Linked DNA regions of Mus musculus: regions 1, 2, 3, 4 and 5 are each linked to region 6. A link is a contact called in public HiChIP or PLAC-seq and promoter capture Hi-C data. All regions are on one chromosome and are shown on one strand. Each heading gives the region's core, a stretch centred on a gene start, on an enhancer-like site or on the middle of the called end of the contact. The rest is flanking DNA. Distances are from core to core; before and after follow the strand shown.

Region 1 (2,744 bases), core at 107-2,606, 180 kb after region 6:
GTGCAGTGTGGCATGCGTGCGTGCACACACACACACGCACTTACACACACACACACACACGCACACACACGCACACATACACACGCACATACACACACACATACACACGCACATACACACACACAAACACACGCACATACACACACACATACACACATGCACACATACACACACACATACACACACACACATACACACACGCACACATACACACGCACATACACACACACATACACACACACATACACACACACACACACACGCACATACACACACACATACACACACACACACACGCACACACATGCACACACACACACATACACACACACACACACACACACTACTCTAAATAAATATTTTAACAACAAAACAAACAAAAACAAGAAAATAAGGTGAAGAGCACCAACAAAGACACCTGAGATCACCCTCAGCCTCCACACACATGTGCAGATGCATATATGAACATGCACACATACATGCACATACACACATATACACGAGGTTGTCTTCCCATCATTTATAGCTTACAGTCAGAAGAACAATTCCAGTGAGCCCATTTAATCCTCAATCTTTTAAATCTTGTGTTATTATTATTACTATTATTTTATGTGAGTGTATATCACATGTATGTGAATGTACCATGAAGGTCATAAAAAGATGTCTGACCCCTTGTACCCGGAGTTACAGACGTTTGTGAGCCGACCAACAGGGGTGCTGGGGTCCAAGCTTGGGTCCTCACCATAGATCACAAAGCGCTCTGAACCACTGAGCCATCTCTCCAGTCCCACAAGTTCTATTTTTTAAACTGTAATTTTTTTCTTTAGGTTGGCTGAGTTGAGATTCTCAATACCATAAGCACAAATGAGAATATACAAAGTGGGCAAATACATGAATATGAAGAAAGACTGTGGCTGCGAGTGTGTGCAGCCTGGAGCCGAGCGCACCAGCTCTGTAAATAACCAAAGAGGGATTATGTGATAGAAGAAGTCGGTGTATTTTGGACTAAGCTGAAAGTCAGAACCAGCCCCGTAGAGTGGGACTTACATAAAGCAAATTTTCATTTATTCTAAGAAAAACTGCAAACAATTTGAGCTACTTATTGCTGGAAAGGGCTGGCCGAGGGGACAGAGAAGGGACCCAGACACTGAATTCATTCCTACAAGGATGGAGGGGGTCCTGGGCAGGTCTGGGAGGGTAAGATCAGGCCAGAAGCTCAAAAATGTGTACAGAATCTACAGGTGATGGTGTTCTAGCAGCTGTGCTGCGTGGGTCTGCAGTGGAGCCCAGAGGGTGCCTTCTAACCAACTCTGAGGAAGGCAGGCCCTGCTGCCCCATGAACCACACCTTGGGTAGCTCAGAACTCAGTAAGCTCTGTAGACCTTAGGACTCTGGGGTTCAGTGCCTGTGACCTCAAGCTGATAGGAACCACACCCATTCCTTTCCTTTTCTTCAGGATTATTTGTTTAATGGGGAGTGGGGAGCACACACCAGCTATGGCGCTCATAGGAATCCATAAAACGCCACGAATTCCATCCTCTCCTTCCACCGTGAAGAGCCCAGGGATCAAACCCAGGCCGTCAGGCTTGTCAGCAAGCCTCTTTTCCCTCTGAGCCACCTCCACAGCCCTCTTTTTTATTAAAACAATTTACATATAATATTTGTACGGAATGGCAGGCTTGTGGTATTTTCCCTTTTTTTTTTTTTTTTTTTTTTTTAGCATCAGTCTGTGTCAAAATCATCTGACTCTCAATCCCTTTGTCCCTTCCTTTTCTGCTGATTCTCCCACTCTCAAAAGGGTGTGTGTCACACTCCTGGAACCTGCTTTATTTACTTTTTATAATGCAAAGTTCACTTAAGACAGAAAACATACGCTATTTGTTCCTGGGTCTGGCTTATTTTCAGTTCCACCCATTTTACTGCGACTTCATTTCACTCTTTATGGCTGAATAACAGTCTGCACATGAGTATAGATGAGTGGCACACATTCTTCCTCCATCCATTAAAGCTGACCCGTCGTCTGTTATACTTCTAGAACTTAGCACAGTCCTTGGCACACAGTAGGTACTCAAAACCAAAAGCAAAATGTATTAAGTGCTACTCAGCAATAAAAAGAAACCAAGTGGTTCTTTTTGTTGTTTGGGGGGCACCGGGCTTGAAGCCGCCAGGCACAAAGCATGTCAGACAAGCCTATACAGTACTCATCCTATTTTTATTACACTAGTTTATTATATGTGTGTTGGCATGCTATAGAGGTCAGAGTCCAACTTTTAGGAGTCTCTCCTTCCTAAGGAGATTTAGGGTTCAGGAGTAAACCCAAGTTGTCAGGGCAAGATCCTTTACCAACTGAGCTGTCTCAATGGCCCCTCTATGACATTCTTTAAAAGACAATACTACACTGACATAGAATATATAAGAACTTGCAAGGAACCAAGAGAGGGAGGAGAATGTAATTATAAAAGAATAAATGGGAAGTTGGGGGTGGGCAATGAAACTGTTTATATTCTCATGGTGACTAAAGAAATCTCTACATGTATTAAAATGTACAGATATGCATTCCAAAAAGGTCAGTCATGCCGTGTGATCATTTTAAAATAAATAGTTTGTGATAACTATTATCACAACCAGGCATTTACTAAATACCTATCTGGAAACAAGCCAGATCCACGGGTGTTTGTTCAAGTCGACGTGATGAAGGCTGGGGCTGTAGCCCAGTAGCAATCGCTTGCCTGGCAAGTGAGAGT
Region 2 (2,871 bases), core at 136-2,635, 250 kb after region 6:
CACATCGTCATGCTGCATTTATGGGGTGCTGGGGATGGAACCCAGTGATTCGTGCTTGCTCCTGCTTTGAGCATTCTACTTTCTGAGCCATGTCCTTGGTAACAATTTTGAATTACTTAAGTGATGTATACATACTTCTCTTGTGAGGCAAAACGATGGATGGCCTAAAAACTTTATGTGGAAAAGGTTTAAATACTTGCTTGATGTGTATCTCGGCTATTTTTAAAGTTGAGCCTGCAGCTAGGGAGATAGCTCAGTCATTAAAGTGCTTGCCCCGCACACACGAGAAACCACCTGAAAAAAAGCCAGAAATGGTGTCACCGTTTGTAAAGCCAGCGTTGAGGAAACAGAAGATTCGTGGGGCTCTCTGGCCAGCTAGTGAGAGAGAGACCTTGCCTCAAAATACATGGTAGCTGGAGGCTTATGAGCAACACTTGAGGTTGTTCTCTGTACTTCACATGTAAACACGCACACAAAGGAGTATATTGCGTTCACATAATGTGCCCAGTGCTTTATCGAATTCTTTCAGGAGAGTGTGGGTAACAGGCCTCTTACTACTAGAAGGAACCAGATTACAGAGCACAGTTCATGGGGCAGGAAGCAGGCGTTGTTTTTCACTTTTGGAAAATATGTACCAGGACTGCATGACATTTCAGGTAGGGGTTGAAAAGGTGTCGCTTTCACTTCCCCTTCCTCGATTTTACTATTCTGACTTTTTCCCTTAAGACGGTGGCAGGCAGGTGGACGCACGTGAGCGCCAAGGGCACATCTGTGTGCGCGCATTAGCGCTCAAGGGCACGCTCCCCCTCCTGTCCTCCATTGGACGCCTGTTCACACCTGACTGCCGGTCCTCCGAGTGTATGGGAGGGCGTGTGTGGACCCGGGGTGGAGATCCCCTCTCCCATGATGCCCCGCGACGAGTCCACATTGCTCTCTACCACCCGCAGACAGAGCTGCTGCTCAGGAGGCCCAGGGAGGTCCGCTCGGGTCCCTGCTCTCCAGTAGTTCTCGCCTTCTCCTCAAAGCCCCACCCCTTTTAGCTACGCGAACGCGGACCTCGCCTTGAAGTCTAGGCTCTCAGAACTCCAGTGCCTCTCGAGCAGGTCCCGCCTTTTGACTTTCGCCCCTCCCCTCTCCAGGTTCAGCAGCCACAGACCACGCCCCAACTAGTCCCGCCCTTCTTCTCCAGGCTTGGGGCGCGCCGGCACCGCCCCTCCTAGGTGACCCTACCCCTGTCATAAGCCCCGCCTCTAGTCCATATTCTGTGACCAATAGCCCCGCCTTTCACCCCGAGCCCCGCCCCTCTCCAGGCTCCTAGGGCGCCGGCACCGCCCCTCGCTCCCAGCATGCCGTGCGGCAGCGGCGGCGCGGCGGGCGGAGCCGGGAGGCGGGGAAGCCGTGGCCGTGTGAGCGTGAGGAGCCGCCGCCACCGCCTCCTCGCTGTCCTCGTCCTCCTGGGCCCCAGCGTCGCGGGCCGCGCGCTGCCCTGGAAGAGACGTCGCCTCGCCTGCCTCCGCCTCCCCCTCGCCGCGCCGCTCCCGCCTCCTGCTCCTGCGTTGCGGGCTCCAGCGGAACCCGGAACGGCCGTCCGCCTCCCCCGCCCTCCGCCGCCCCCTCCGCGGCTTCCTCCTCAGCCCCGGGCCAGATCGCAGTGTCGGCGGCGGCCGGTTCAGGCGGCGACTCGCGCTTCTTCGGGCGGCGGCGCTTGGCCATGTCGTGTCGGGGAAGGTAATGAGCCGCAGAGCCCCGGGGTCTCGGCTGAGCAGCGGCGGCGGCGGCACCAAGTACCCGCGGAGCTGGAATGACTGGCAACCCAGGTGGGTGACCGCGTCGAGCCTCGCCTGGAGCTGGCCGAGGCCTAGGCCCGCGGGACTGGGAGGCGCGGCCTAGGCCCGCGGTCCCTGGAGCCGGGCGCGGCTTCCTGGGTGTCCTCCGGGCCTGGTCCGGCAGGAAAGCTGCGGGCAGCGGAGGCCTCTGTGCCCGGCTGGCCGCCTCAGCCGGATGGCTGGAGCAGTGGCTCTGAGCTTGGGTGGAGGAGGACGTTCCACTGCCGTCTAACTCCAAGTTGAGATTTGAGGTCCAGGAACCCTCCCTGTTACCTATTAACTTCCTCGGCTCCGCGTCCAGTCCTCATGCCAAAGACCACCTTAACTCTGCGTCCTTCTGGACTCCCACGTGTTAATTAATGTATTTTAAAAGCTGAGAACTCTACCGAGGTCTTCCTCTGACTTTAGACAGGATGTTAGTCGACCAAAAGATGAGATTATGGGACTGTGAATGAAATCGACACAATCAGGCACTGGGGCATTTTAAGTTTTCCCCAACTGCAGAAATAGTTTTTCTGGAAACAGTAATTTCCCAGGGCGCTTTGGAGTGAATTTGTATTCTCAGGAGTAGAGAAATTTCGTTTTGCATGAAGGAATTGGAGTCTGGTTGGATTTAAAATATTAAGAGAAAAATACGAAAGAAAAACTATTTCTAGTCAGTTCTTTCTGATTATGGACTGGTTATACTTAATGTAGGTTCCCATTCTTTGCTGAGTAAAGGCTTCAAGTATTCAGAGACTACTTGAGCTTTAACAGTGCCTAGGACTTCCTAAATGTATAAAACCTGTCTTTCAGTAGAAGTTGATGTATTCTTTGAAGTACACTCCGTTGTTCAGAATGGCCACGTGAATGGAAAGCGTACACTTTTTGGTGTTGGTCTTGCTTTCTAGTAGATCCTCCTAATTTCAGAACAGCTTGGAAGTGGAGTATTTTAGAAGTTAGTGTGTTACATTTTAAGAGTTGGTAGAGAAATTAAAATGCTCTTTGGCTAATAGGGGTACACTTATTTTGTTTAACGTGCATTCCTAAACATTGTGTCTCTTGA
Region 3 (2,977 bases), core at 429-2,928, 250 kb before region 6:
TAGCTAAGAGGCTAACGCTGACCACTAAGCACGTCCCTTGAGAAATGCGCTCTCTGGAGCAGAGGCACACTTCCCCTGGGCCTCATCAGCTCCCTCATGCATCGACAGGAACAATCACCGGGAAGAAGACGGACACAATTCTGTCTCTCTCATTAAAGAACACGAAGTCAGTGGGTAAAACTGAAAGATGGGCGTGCACTCCCACACACTTGCTCAAGAGAGACGGCTACAGAGACCATAGGCACGAGCAGAGCTGGGGTCTCAGCAGTATGGAAAACGAAAACATCCAAGGTTAAGCCAGCACAAGCAGGTGAAGCCAACCCACGGTGTGATACGGCACCACGCTGACGTGCTGTGTCCTTAAGTGGTCACTTAAGAGTCTGCAGGGTGGAGTGAATTAAAGTGTCCGGCCAAAAAGCCAGAGGGTTGATGTTGGTTATGTTCAAGGCCTAGCGCTACAAATTTCTTTCATGCTCAAACGCAGAAATTTTGCCCCTGAGATGCAAGGTCTCCAACGTCCAACCACATTATCATCCGCTTATCCTATGTGGGTTCTTTATCGACACAAATCACCTGTGACAACCTAAAGGTCACCTCACTTCTAAGCACAAAAAGGCCCGTATGCCAGTCACTTGGGTACACACTATTCCTTCCTGCTTGGTGAGCTCGTATGCATCCTGCAAGACCCAGTTGAAGGCTCTTCTCTGCAGTCTACCCAAGCCGCCAGGGGAGTTGACTGACTGCCCCCTCTCTCCTTTGGGCGTGTCCTCTCTCTAATACGTTCTACTACGTTGAACAACGAGGTAAAGAAGCGTGTCTGGGGACCCTACATAGAGTAGGGTGAATGGTCCCACTTTACAGATGAGAAAGTCTAAGGAGCTCAAGGAACAAGCGACCAGGTCTCCCAGGTGCAGACTCCGGGCGAATTCATCCCCTTCCCCAGAACTCCCAGGCGTGCCAACGTCTCCCAAGGAGGCGGAAGCCTTGGATGGAGTCCGTCTGAGTGAAGGAGCTGCGGAACAGAGGAGAGGAGCAGAGTACTGACAGCGGTTCTGCTCTTCCGTAGTCCTGACAGCCCGGGCGGGGACGGAGGCCACCGATCCCAACAAGGAGGACTGCCCACCCCCACTGAGAGGAGCCCTCCCCGAAGCCTACTAGCGGGTTTTTCCTTACCAGGGAAAGACAGCCATCTTCCCAGTCACATGATCGCCTGTTTTCCGCGTCCAGCCCCTTTTCTCACATCCAGGGAAGCTCGGCCCCGCCCCAGACGCCATGATTGTGAAGGGCAGCTTCCGCTCTGAAGATCCCGGGCTCCGTCATCCGCCATGATTGTGAGGGGCAACTTCCTCCGGATTCCGATCCTCCGCAGTTGTATCGGGCAATGGCCCGGCAAAACCCAAGCTCCGTCATCGGCCTTGATTTTATTTTTTCTTTTTATTTTGTTAATAGAAATCCATTTACGTCTGCCTCCGAATGATGGGATTAAAGGCCTGCATCACCACGCCTTGCTTAAATCCCATTCGTATTATGTAAATATGTGCACGGAGGTCAGTGGATAACGGACAGGTGTTGGTCCTTTCTTCGCTTGGCACTAGATGCCATTACCTTCTGAGCCATCCCATTCACACACACACACACACACACACACACACACACGATGCCATTACCTTCTGAGCCATCCCATTCACACACACACACACACACACACACACACACACACACACACACACACACACACACACCGCCCCCCAGTCTTGTAAGGGGTAAGACGCCACTGGCTGCTTGGCCCGCCTGCGCCCTCTAGTGACAAAAAGGAGTGCACACACCCATCCCTGCTGAGGGCCAGACACAAGTGATTATGAAGTGAATTCTGTTTGGTGTGGGTTCTCTTCATGCTTCGTAAGGATGAACACTTTGGGCATTTTCCCCCCACTACTGACAATCTACGTCCGAATACGGGCAAGCAAGTTCTGTTCTTGACCACAGAACTTTGGCGCTCCTGTTTTAAGCCCCACCCCACCCCACCCCCATGGATAAATTATGATAGGGTGACTGCACTCAATGCACTTTGCCCACTCCCTTCTCAATAGAAACTTCTGGAGTATCTATCATTAATCACTTGTTTTTGGAAAACTGATGCTCAAAGCTGGTGAGTGTCAAACTCTAACTCAAATAAGAATGGATTAAGACTGGGAAATTAGCAGACTGTCTATTCATACCATCCTGGTTCTACTCCCAAGTGCATTTCCTTATGGAAAGAGCAGCATCCTCTTATGCGTTCTGGAAAAGGCAACGGAATATACTTTAACTAGGACTGACATTTTCAGAGTCCCAGTTTCTTCCTCTGTGAAACTGAGCTAACTGCTAAGGTGACAGGAGGTTATAAAATCCCTGTCTCCGGGGCAAACCTCAGATGCTGTAGTTAGTGAGGCAGGCAAGACAGGCTGCTCTTGGTTGGCCTTTGCTCTCAGAGCCTTTCTCTCTGTAGCGCTGACCCTGGTCTATAACAGAGCAGGGCATCTACTGTAAATGGGCATGCCACTTGCCTGGGGACTGTAAAACAGTGGCTCTGGGATAGTTGTGTGTACAATTCTAGGGGACACTGCTGTTGGTGGTTCCTTTGAAAGAATGGTAGCAGTTTGGGTGGTAAGAAGCAACTATGAGGCACTAAAGGCAGGGGACCAATTGTCCTTCGTACATTCGTCAAACCCATCCCATCTTATGTATAAAATAGATGATGGGGAACTATCATAAAACAGGCTACATTTCTGGAAAGGATAGATAACTAAAGGGTTCTTCTTACCACATGCTAAGACCATGGTTTTGTGGCATCTCTGTCAGTGTCCCTAAAGAACTGTAAAATCTGGGCTGGAGAAATGCGTTATCTGGTAAGCACTTGCTGTTCTTCCAGAAAACCCAGATTTGATTTCTAGAACCCAAACTCACAACCATCTGTATCTCCAGTCCCAGGGGATCT
Region 4 (2,762 bases), core at 36-2,535, 220 kb after region 6:
GAAATTTACCAGCGGGTTGGTGGTGGCGCACACCTTTGATCCCAGCACTTGGGAGGCAGAGGCAGGTGGATTTCTAAATTCGAGGCCAGCCTGGTCTACAGAGTGAGTTCCAGGACAGCCAGTACTACACAGAGAAACCCTGTCTCTAAAAATAAATAAGTAAATAAATAAAAAGAAATTTACTGCTGGAGAGTACAAACTTTGTCAAAGGCTTACAGTGATGTCCCAGGAGTCTGTGCGGCTAAGAGAAGCCCTCCCCTCATCCTTTTCCCCTTGTTAGCCTCCAAGATTGTGGGTTGCAGATTTCAAGAGAGGGAGGGGGATACCTAGATAGATAGACAGACAGACAGACAGACAGAAGATAAGTAGGACTCTTTCTGGAGTTTGATTTGGGACTTCTCAGCTTTTACAAGTTGGGGACCTAATGCCTCCCTTTTCTTCTGCAGAATTTGGAATCCAGAGAAAACACTGAGGGCACAGGTCACCTGTAATGACCAATAAGGAGATCCCAGGGCTCCTTCAGAATCCAGTTCTGCCCGCTCTACGAACACACTACATGGCTGTGCCGTTGTAGCTGTGCCTGTTACATATATTCTGTCAGTAAGGAGTTGGGTATCCATTCTAAGCTGATAGTTAAATAAATGGGGAGAAGCCTGAGACATACCACCATAAATAATAACTAACTGTGCAATCAGACTTCCAGAAAAGCCTGAGGAAAAGCAGGTTCCGTTAGGCTGATCACTCTGGGTTCTGGTGCAGTAATGGGCAGTGGCACCTCCCAAGCCTACTGCAAGACGAGCTCCCTGTCTGTCAATCAAATAAGGCCCAAGGGATGACTCAAGTTTGTAAGCCTAGGGCTTGGGAGATAAAGTCAGGTGTATTTCTGTGAATTTGAAGCTAGGCTAGTCTACGTTAGTTTTAGCCAGGCTACATAGTGAAATTCTGTTTAAAAACAAACAAACAAACAATAGTCCAGACTCTGACTCACAAAACAAATAAACAAAGGAGCAGAGAACCATATGTACCAGTAGATGCTTGTCTTTGTGTGGGAGGCTACAGCGTGATGTTACAGACTGGGATAGACTGGCGGCTTACAAACAGCAATTCATTTCTCAGAATTCTACCATCTAGAAAGTCCAGTGTCGAGACACCAACAGATGCAGTGTCTGAGGAGGACCTAACTTCTATAACTTTTGTACTATACCTTCCCACAGTAGGGGTAATGGTTTGAATGCGAAATGTCCTTACAGTGTTTGAACACTTGGTCTCCACGTGGTGGCACCGTTCAGAAAGATTGGAGAACCTTACAATGTGGAACGTGACTACAGGAAGTGGATCAGTAGAGCCTCGCCTTACAGGTCATAGTCAAGCCTGTTTCTAACCCAAGTTCTTCCCCTCTCTGTCTCTGCTTCCTGCTCTGTGGAAATTTGAGGAATCCTAGACACATTCTCCACAGTGTGAAGTCTGTTGTGCCTTCTCTGCTGTTGTAAATGAAGACTGCTCAAACTGTAAGCCCAAATAACTCTTTCTCTTCTCTTCAAATTTTTTCACAGTAATGTAAAAAGGTAGCTATATCAGGGCGAGGCCTCTCTCTTAAGGGTACTAGTCCTCTTCTCGTGGACTCAGTTTCCACAGCCTGACCATCCCGGCCTCTACCTCTCAATGCTAGAATTGCAGGCATGCACCACCACCTGGGTGTTTGCCCCATGCTTTGGGAGGAACCAGGACTTCCTGCATGCCTGGCAAGCACTCTGCCAACTGAGCTAACATCTCCAGCTCTCAAAGCCTTACCTTCTAAAGCAGCGGTTCTCAACCTATGGGACTGCGACCCTTTTGGGGGTCACACAACCCCTTCACAGGGGTCACCTAAGACCATTGGAAAACACAGAGATTTACATTACAATTCATGACAGTACCAAAATTACAGTTATGAAATAGCAACAAAAATAATTTTATGATTGGGAGTCACCACAAAACAAGGAACTATCTTAAAGGGTCGCAGCATCAGGAAGGCTGAGAACCACTGCTTCTAGAACATTTTGGGATCTGGGTTTTCAACAGATGAGGCCAAAGGAGAAAGCATGTTGAGACCCTAGGGTGGCTCTGTGGATGCTGGTGACCTAAACTGCTTCTGTACTGACGCTGTCAACCCCTTGGAGTGAGGGGTGCTTCTAACTAGAATCACCTGTGGCAATTCCTAATGTGTAAGTTACAGGTTGGGTTCGAAAAGCTTTGCTGTCAGAGCTGGTTTTCCCCTAGGAACCGCAGCCAATGGCTCTTTTCTCCCAGGGAAGATCTGGAAATGCCTGGTCAAACTATGGAGTTACCCAAGCATTGCAAACCAGCCAGTTACGGAAAGCACCTGCTGGAGGAGAACACAGCCCACAGAGCAGCACATGGCTTCTCTCTAAATGGCTGATGGTAAAGGGCTTTCCTCTTGTGAAGGAGACTCTGCAGCAGGAGTAACTACAAAACCCACGATCGAACAAACGCTCCTGCTTGTTTTCAGGCCACATTATTATATAAACAGCTCCCAACTCTCTGCCTCCAAGTTGTCAAATTCCTCAAAGGGCGCTCAATTGAGAAGCCAATCCCAAGCCACATTTACTTGTCAGAAGGTCCATGTTGTGAGGACATGAATCTCAGAAGAATAGGACAGGCTGGGGATGTATAATAGCTCAGCAGTAAACATTTGTCTGGGGTGAATAAAGGAGAAAAGGGGGGAGGGAAGGGGCACACACAGAGCTCTAGGCTGAGGAAGC
Region 5 (2,749 bases), core at 201-2,700, 200 kb before region 6:
CCAGCTTTCAGGAGCCCAAGGCAGGAGGCTTGGTGTGGTTGGCCAGCCTGAACTACAGAAGACCCTATCTCCAGAAACCCAGACAAACAAACAAATACAACTTGACCCTGTGGTTGGCATTTTCTCTCCCTCTCACTTGCTGTGTGTTTCTGACTACACCTAGGGAGGGCCTCATGCCTGCCACCACGCTGAGGCTGGGCTCCCTCGGCAGCCAGGTTCTCTCTGTTTGATAGGGCAGTTCCTGTAGGACTGTGAGGAAGAGGCCCTCAATTGTAGTGGGCGTTGCATACCTACATCTACTTTGTTTCTCAAAGGACTTGTGAGAGATGGCAAACGTGGTCGCTATGGGGCCCTCATCAAATGAATATTTGGTAAATCTAAAATTTTTAGAAATTATAGACTTAAGAGATGATCATTTTCTTTTCCAAAATTCCTTTTCAGATGAGACAAACGGATCAGAAGGTAATCACAGCCCTAACTCACAGGCCTTGGAGCCTGAGCCACACTGGAGATGGGAAGCCTCGCTACAGCGTCTTTTGGAAGCAGTCTGTGTTTGTGGTGTTGGACATCTTGCTGGACTGGAGCATGCACAATGTCTTGTGGTACCTGTGTGGGATTTCAGCCTTCCTCATGCAGAAGGATTTTGTCTCCCCGTAAGTTAGAAGTTTTTGTCTCTTGGCTTCTGGTGTCCTGGGTGCTTTTTCTGGAAAGGAGGCGTTAAAGAAGTGGGCAGACTGAGTTGTTTGTGACTCATGGGTCCCCTGGCCTGTAAGTTAGAGCAGTGCCAGCTGCTGGAAGTGTGTGGGAAGATGTCAGACATGGTTCATTGATTCACAACAGGCTAACCAGATACTCTGTTTCATTAGTTTGTTTGTTTACTGCTTGTATGTGTAGTGTTTGTATGTGTGCTGTATGTATGTGTAGTGTTTGTATGTGTGGTACCTGTATGTGTGGTGTGTGTTTGTATGTTGTATGTGTGGGACTCACTGATGGAGCTGGTCCTGTGAGAAGCTACCTTTTCCTCAGGATCTTCTCCAGCTCCTGAGCACTGGGACTATAGATGGTCTGTGATGTCTCCCAGTTTTTATGTGGCTGCTGGACACCCAACTCTGGTTCTTGAATGACAAGCATTTTTTATTATGTTTTAAAAGTAAATTACAATTTATAACATATTAATCATGTAATATGTCAGCAAGTTCTTGCTCTCCGTGTAAATGTGTGTGGCAGAGCTGATGCATCATAGCCCACCTCATCAAACAGGGTTTCTCTGTGTAGCTCTGCCTGTCCTGAAGCTCACTCTGCAGACCTCTGGCTTCAAACCCACAGAGATTTACCTGCCTCTGCCTCTCCAGTGAGTGCTGGGATTAAGCTTACACCACCGCCCAACCCCAGTCCAGTGTTGTAAAGCATTTTTAGAAAGTGGTGACATTGCACTGCTTGTGATTGGCTCCCTTGGGAAACTAGACGGAGGGAAGTGCCACAGCGGAAACCGCGTATGGCCATGGCCTTCTAGCTCCCATCCTCCCTTCTGCTTGTCTGTTCTCTCGCTTACTGACATCTCTGAGCTGTCTGTGGCAGCCTTAGAGCTGTAGACGCACACTGTAGCTCCATCCGACTTCCAGCTTGCTATTCTGGCAGCCATTTGGCTATGGCCAACAGTGCTGTCAGGTGCTGCATGAGGAAGCGGAGGGTACAGTAGTGAAGAAGCAGAGCCGCGCTCTTTGCCTCCTTGACTTCCATGTCCAATTGGACAGGGATGCCAGTCCAGCCTTGAGTCTAGTAAATACAAAGCCACAGCTGAGGGCTGCCAGTGGGTAAGTGCTTCTGTGCGAGCTTTGGGGTCTGAGTTCACATTCCTAGCAGCCGGATGCAAACTGGCGCAGTAGCATGTGTGTGGCTAGAGCAGCAGATTCTGGGAATCAGTCTAGCTGGAGCTTCGATCTCCGGGTTCATTGAGACACCCTGTCTCAAATCTAAGATGAGAACAATAGTGAAAGACAGCGCCATCAACAGCTTCAAGGACAGCAGTGCATAGGCCTTGTATTCTGATCTAGTTTCGCACAGGGAGGTGTCCCAAGGAAGAAGGAGGGGAATGGTAATTGTTACCACGGTGGCACAGGCCTGAAAGTCAAGCAACTCTGGAGGCTAAAGCAGAAGGATTGCATGTTCAAGGGCAGCCCGGGCTCCAGTGAGAGCATAAAACAGAAGTGAAGAGACGCTGCGGTACAGTTGAGGATGACTGCCTCCCTGCGTGCCCGAGGCCCAGGGTCACACTCCAGCCTCTCTATCAGCCAGCGGGTAAAGGACATCCAGGCCTGCTCTTGTCGGGCCAGTGCTGTGGGAGCACGTGAGGAAGTGGGCATGGTGGAGGTGGGAGGCTCACACCTGGGTCTCTTTACCTGGCCTCACCAGAGTGGTTACCTGGCATCTTCCTTGAGGATGTCTCAGCTACACGCCAAGGTAGCTCATTTGTCTTGAGAAATTACCAGTTCTGGAGTGGGGGCTGTGAGCCTTTTGTCTGCCTGGAAGTCACTGAATCATCTTGAATCACCTGTAAATCTGAGAAAATGTGGTTGTTCTAGGCTTGCTGTTTGAAGGTATGTTTCTGGTTTGTGTCACAACAGCTGCTTTTATATTGTGACCTTTCCCATACCTGGGGACACTCAGGACTTCTCAGCTTTTCACCAGATATGGGACAGGGTGCCAGGAGCAAACTAAGCTCTGCCTGTGAACTGCAAGGAAGAAAGCG
Region 6 (2,868 bases), core at 187-2,686:
ATGGCCCGAATGTGAAACTCCAGCACTGGGGAGGTAGAAACAAGCCAATGCCTGGAGCTGCTGGCCACCGAAACAGCAACCTCAGGTTCAGTGAGACACCCTGTCTCAAAACCCAAGGCGGAATAGCACCCAAGGAATGACACTGAGGAATAACACCCAAGGTTAACTTATGGCTTTCACATATAAATGTGAGTGAACACACACACACACACACACACTTCTGCTTAGCCTGACTAGTTCAGTCAGGATCTCCTGGACTAATGCTGGGATGACCCTCTATCCTGGTTCTATGGTTGGGATCCCATATGCTCTAAGTCATTTACCCTTGCTCCCCTTATACAGCAGCAAGGTGTAATAAGTGTGAACAAATACAGACGACTATTCAAATACATTCAAATTGTTCCTGGGACTTTCGTGTTATGAAAAAGCGCAGGCTTTCCAGGTTTGTAAGAGTCCTCACAAAGGACTCAGAAAAAAAAAAAATGCCCAAAGGACACATGGACCTCTTCCCTGGCCACCCTGCCTTCTGACTCCTCTAGATGGAAGCACAGCTCTGCAAAGGCTGTGTGACTTTGGGTGATCTTTGGAACCTGGCTGGACTCTAGTATCAGAAAATCTGAGAAGATACTACTTATTGGCAATAGATATTAGCACTAAGGTCTTATCAGTATGGATTAGCATTAAAGTACAGAGTAAGTATGTACCATGTGACTGATGCAGGTATAAGGCAAACCAAAACCAAAACACAGTTCTTTCTTTCTTTTCTTTCCTTTTTAAAGTAAGTGTGTGTGTGTGTGTGTGTGTGTGTGTGTGTGTGTGTGTGTGTGTGTGCTTGCATATACGAGGAGGTCAGAGGGTAGGTAACTTGCAGAACACTTCTCTCCCTCCACTATGCAGGTTTGAGAATCAAACTCAGGTGGTGAGGCTGGGCATCAAACCTGTCTCCTGTCCTGCAAAAACTATCATTATCGCTTTGCACCAGCTCTCCCAGGTCTCAGATCCAACACTACCTCGTCAGACACCCTACAGTTTGGGGCAGGACTCTGAGGATCATCCTTTGGAAGATCAACCTGTACTCCTTCATTCAGCTTCCTTTCAGAACATCTGCTGGTGGGAATCTTTGTTTTTGAGACAGTCTATGTAGCCCAGACTAGTCTTGAACTCATGACTCCAGCCTCGGGATCAGAGGCAGTCATCACCACCCTTCTCTGTTCGTAGTCCCGTTTTACCAGACTGTGAGCTTGAATAACAGGCAAGAGAACCTCCACACTATCAACTGCATTCCCAGCCCTTAGGCTCCTGTCTAGTGCTTAGTAGGTACTCTACAGAGGTTTACAAGACAGCACAGCGGCAGACAGCTAGGGGCCACTTCCGCCCGAGCCTGCCACGCCGCCAGCGGGACTCGTTGGGGGTGGGGCCGGGCGAAGGGAGGGCCGGGCGGTGGGGCTGCAAGCCTTCCTCCAGCAACTTCCCAGTAAGTGCGGGATCAGATGCAGCCACCGCCCCGGAACCAGGCCTTCCCCGTTCTGCCTTCCAGGAGGGGGCCCAGGAGTAGCCCTCGGGAGTGCAGTCTCCCGCAAGTCCCGAAGTCCCTCTGGCCACCCGACGTCGAACCAGGCGGAGGCTGGGAGGGGGCCGCCCTCCCCGCGAGGCTCCAGACTCCGGCATTTCCTCCCGGCTGCCCGGCGCGGCCTTCCCCTCCGAAAGAAGAAAATCCCGGGACCCGAGTAACCCGGCCGATCGCCCCTGTGCACAGCTGTGGCGGAGCCAGGAGGGCCGCCCAGGGTAGGGTAGGAGTCCGGGGCAGAAGCCAGCCCAGGGCAGCGCGGCTGGGACTGAGCGGGACAGGGACAGGGCGCGGTCAGGGGCCGGAGCGAGCTGCGCGGGCGGCGCCTGGAAGGGGAACTTGAGCTAAGAGTGGAGGCAGAGCAGCGGGGCTGCTGGCCCCGGCGCTGCGAGCGGGGAGCCTCCTTCAAGGCCAAGGACACGGGGGCCTCGGGGCCTCCGGGACGCTGCGCGCATGCTGGGCAGGGGACACCACCCGGGCTCGCGCCCTGGGCCGCCCGGTCTCCCGGCATGTCCGTGCGGTACACGCTCAACCTGCGGGTCTTCTGGCCCTTGGTGACCGGGCTGTGCACGGCGCTGGTGTGCCTCTACCATGCCCTACGCAGCAGCGAGGATGCCCGGGCCGAGTCCCCCGACGGCGCAGACAGCGGTTTCCCGTTGCTCAAGGTGGCCATCCTTCTTCTCCTCGGCTACATCCTCCTACGATGTCGCCACGCCATCCGCCAGCGCCTGTTGCCAGGCTCTTCCCGCCCGCGTGGTCATGCCAACTTCTCAGCCAGATCCTTGCAAGAGCCAGGCCTGAGCATCTTACTGGAGAGTTACTATGAGCACGAAGTGCGCCTGTCGCCGCATGTGCTAGGTCACAGCAAGGCACATGTGAGCCGGATTGTGGGGGAACTAGTGCAAGCTGGCCGGGCCCGAGGGTCTCCAGGCCTCATCACCGGGGGAGCACTGGCTTTGGCCTTCCGGGGAGACTTCATCCAGGTGGGCAGCGCCTATGAACAGCATAAAATCCGCCGACCCGACAGCTTCGACGTGTTGGTGCCACTGCGACTCCCGCCGCAGGTGGCGCTGGAGCCGCGGAGCCTGGGGACCGAACCCTCGCTGACCCCAGCCTTCCGCAGCTGCTTCGTGTGCGCCCTCAAGGCACCACCCTCGCCATCGGGGGCCTCGACGGGCCAGTGGCATCGCGACTGCAAACCCTTCGCTGAAGGCTTCTGTGTGGATGTGCAGGGCCGTCGCCACCTCTCAGCTACCCTGGTACTGCGCTGGTTCCAGGCGCACCTACAGCGCTCCTTGGCC

What was found. Promoter capture Hi-C pulls out the DNA fragments that hold promoters and counts their contacts. HiChIP or PLAC-seq counts read pairs in DNA pulled down with a chosen protein or histone mark.
Region 1: a contact with region 6 is called in an HNF4G HiChIP or PLAC-seq map of pancreatic cancer cells. The contact joins the enhancer-like site here to the promoter of Itpripl2 in region 6. A contact is called at or near these places in 14 of 39 promoter capture datasets (the 3T3-L1 cell line, 3T3-L1-derived adipocytes, the C10 cell line and 9 more), 6 of 484 Hi-C or Micro-C datasets (3T3-L1-derived adipocytes, differentiating embryonic stem cells, embryonic fibroblasts and 1 more), 13 of 115 datasets of contacts at active chromatin or transcription factors (astrocytes, bone marrow-derived macrophages, embryonic basal ganglia and 8 more) and 3 of 9 other capture datasets (adipose tissue, embryonic stem cells and liver).
Region 2: a contact with region 6 is called in a promoter capture Hi-C map of embryonic stem cells. The contact joins the promoter of Smg1 here to the promoter of Itpripl2 in region 6. A contact is called at or near these places in 14 of 39 promoter capture datasets (the 3T3-L1 cell line, 3T3-L1-derived adipocytes, the C10 cell line and 8 more), 3 of 484 Hi-C or Micro-C datasets (all in embryonic stem cells), 4 of 115 datasets of contacts at active chromatin or transcription factors (effector CD8 T cells, memory CD8 T cells, microglia and 1 more) and 2 of 9 other capture datasets (adipose tissue and liver).
Region 3: an HNF4G HiChIP or PLAC-seq map of pancreatic cancer cells shows a contact between it and region 6. The contact joins the promoter of Vps35l here to the promoter of Itpripl2 in region 6. A contact is called at or near these places in 3 of 39 promoter capture datasets (the C10 cell line, cranial neural crest and embryonic stem cells), 1 of 484 Hi-C or Micro-C datasets (embryonic stem cells) and 3 of 115 datasets of contacts at active chromatin or transcription factors (memory CD8 T cells, pancreatic cancer cells and pro-B cells).
Region 4: a contact with region 6 is called in an H3K4me3 HiChIP or PLAC-seq map of bone marrow-derived macrophages, with 5 times the contacts expected there. The contact joins the enhancer-like site here to the promoter of Itpripl2 in region 6. A contact is called at or near these places in 3 of 39 promoter capture datasets (the C10 cell line, the HPC-7 cell line and liver), 3 of 484 Hi-C or Micro-C datasets (Th1 cells, bone marrow-derived macrophages and muscle stem cells), 2 of 115 datasets of contacts at active chromatin or transcription factors (bone marrow-derived macrophages and trophoblast stem cells) and 1 of 9 other capture datasets (bone marrow-derived macrophages).
Region 5: a contact with region 6 is called in an H3K27ac HiChIP or PLAC-seq map of microglia, with 7 times the contacts expected there. The contact joins the enhancer-like site here to the promoter of Itpripl2 in region 6. A contact is called at or near these places in 6 of 39 promoter capture datasets (the 3T3-L1 cell line, 3T3-L1-derived adipocytes, the C10 cell line and 3 more), 2 of 484 Hi-C or Micro-C datasets (the HPC-7 cell line and nephron progenitors), 3 of 115 datasets of contacts at active chromatin or transcription factors (microglia, pro-B cells and stem cell-derived neural progenitor cells) and 1 of 9 other capture datasets (pancreatic islet).

The regions. Positions count from the first base shown.
Region 1 is chr7:118,308,568-118,311,311 of GRCm38.p6, reverse strand. No RefSeq gene overlaps it. Among named protein-coding and RNA genes, the nearest start is that of Gm35083, 17 kb to the left of the region's middle. Within about 2 kb of position 1,356, at least 14 of the 459 cell types and tissues checked have an H3K27ac peak or open chromatin away from gene starts, as enhancers often do. A contact at or near this core is called in pancreatic cancer cells, where this site is marked.
Region 2 is chr7:118,242,151-118,245,021 of GRCm38.p6, reverse strand. Smg1 (SMG1 homolog, phosphatidylinositol 3-kinase-related kinase (C. elegans)) reads left to right here and starts at 1,385. Exons shown (of 63, transcript NM_001031814.1): 1 at 1,385-1,817. The coding sequence starts at 1,732. 4930583K01Rik (RIKEN cDNA 4930583K01 gene) reads right to left here and starts at 1,115. Exons shown (of 2, transcript NR_027879.1): 1 at 1,057-1,115; 2 at 1-294.
Region 3 is chr7:118,738,972-118,741,948 of GRCm38.p6, reverse strand. Vps35l (VPS35 endosomal protein sorting factor like) reads right to left here and starts at 1,678. Exons shown (of 31, transcript NM_027815.4): 1 at 1,174-1,678. The coding sequence starts at 1,274.
Region 4 is chr7:118,273,999-118,276,760 of GRCm38.p6, reverse strand. The region is part of intron 2 of Gm34999 (a long non-coding RNA gene); the gene reads right to left. Among named protein-coding and RNA genes, the nearest start is that of Gm23229, 4.5 kb to the left of the region's middle. Within about 2 kb of position 1,285, at least 94 of the 459 cell types and tissues checked have an H3K27ac peak or open chromatin away from gene starts, as enhancers often do. A contact at or near this core is called in the HPC-7 cell line, Th1 cells, bone marrow-derived macrophages and 2 more, where this site is marked.
Region 5 is chr7:118,689,487-118,692,235 of GRCm38.p6, reverse strand. Gde1 (glycerophosphodiester phosphodiesterase 1) reads left to right here. Exons shown (of 6, transcript NM_019580.4): 5 at 442-653. Among named protein-coding and RNA genes, the nearest start is that of Gde1, 15 kb to the left of the region's middle. Within about 2 kb of position 1,450, at least 18 of the 459 cell types and tissues checked have an H3K27ac peak or open chromatin away from gene starts, as enhancers often do. A contact at or near this core is called in microglia, where this site is marked.
Region 6 is chr7:118,490,543-118,493,410 of GRCm38.p6, reverse strand. It overlaps Itpripl2 (inositol 1,4,5-triphosphate receptor interacting protein-like 2), which reads left to right and starts at 1,436. Exons shown (of 1, transcript NM_001033380.3): 1 at 1,436-2,868. The coding sequence starts at 2,077.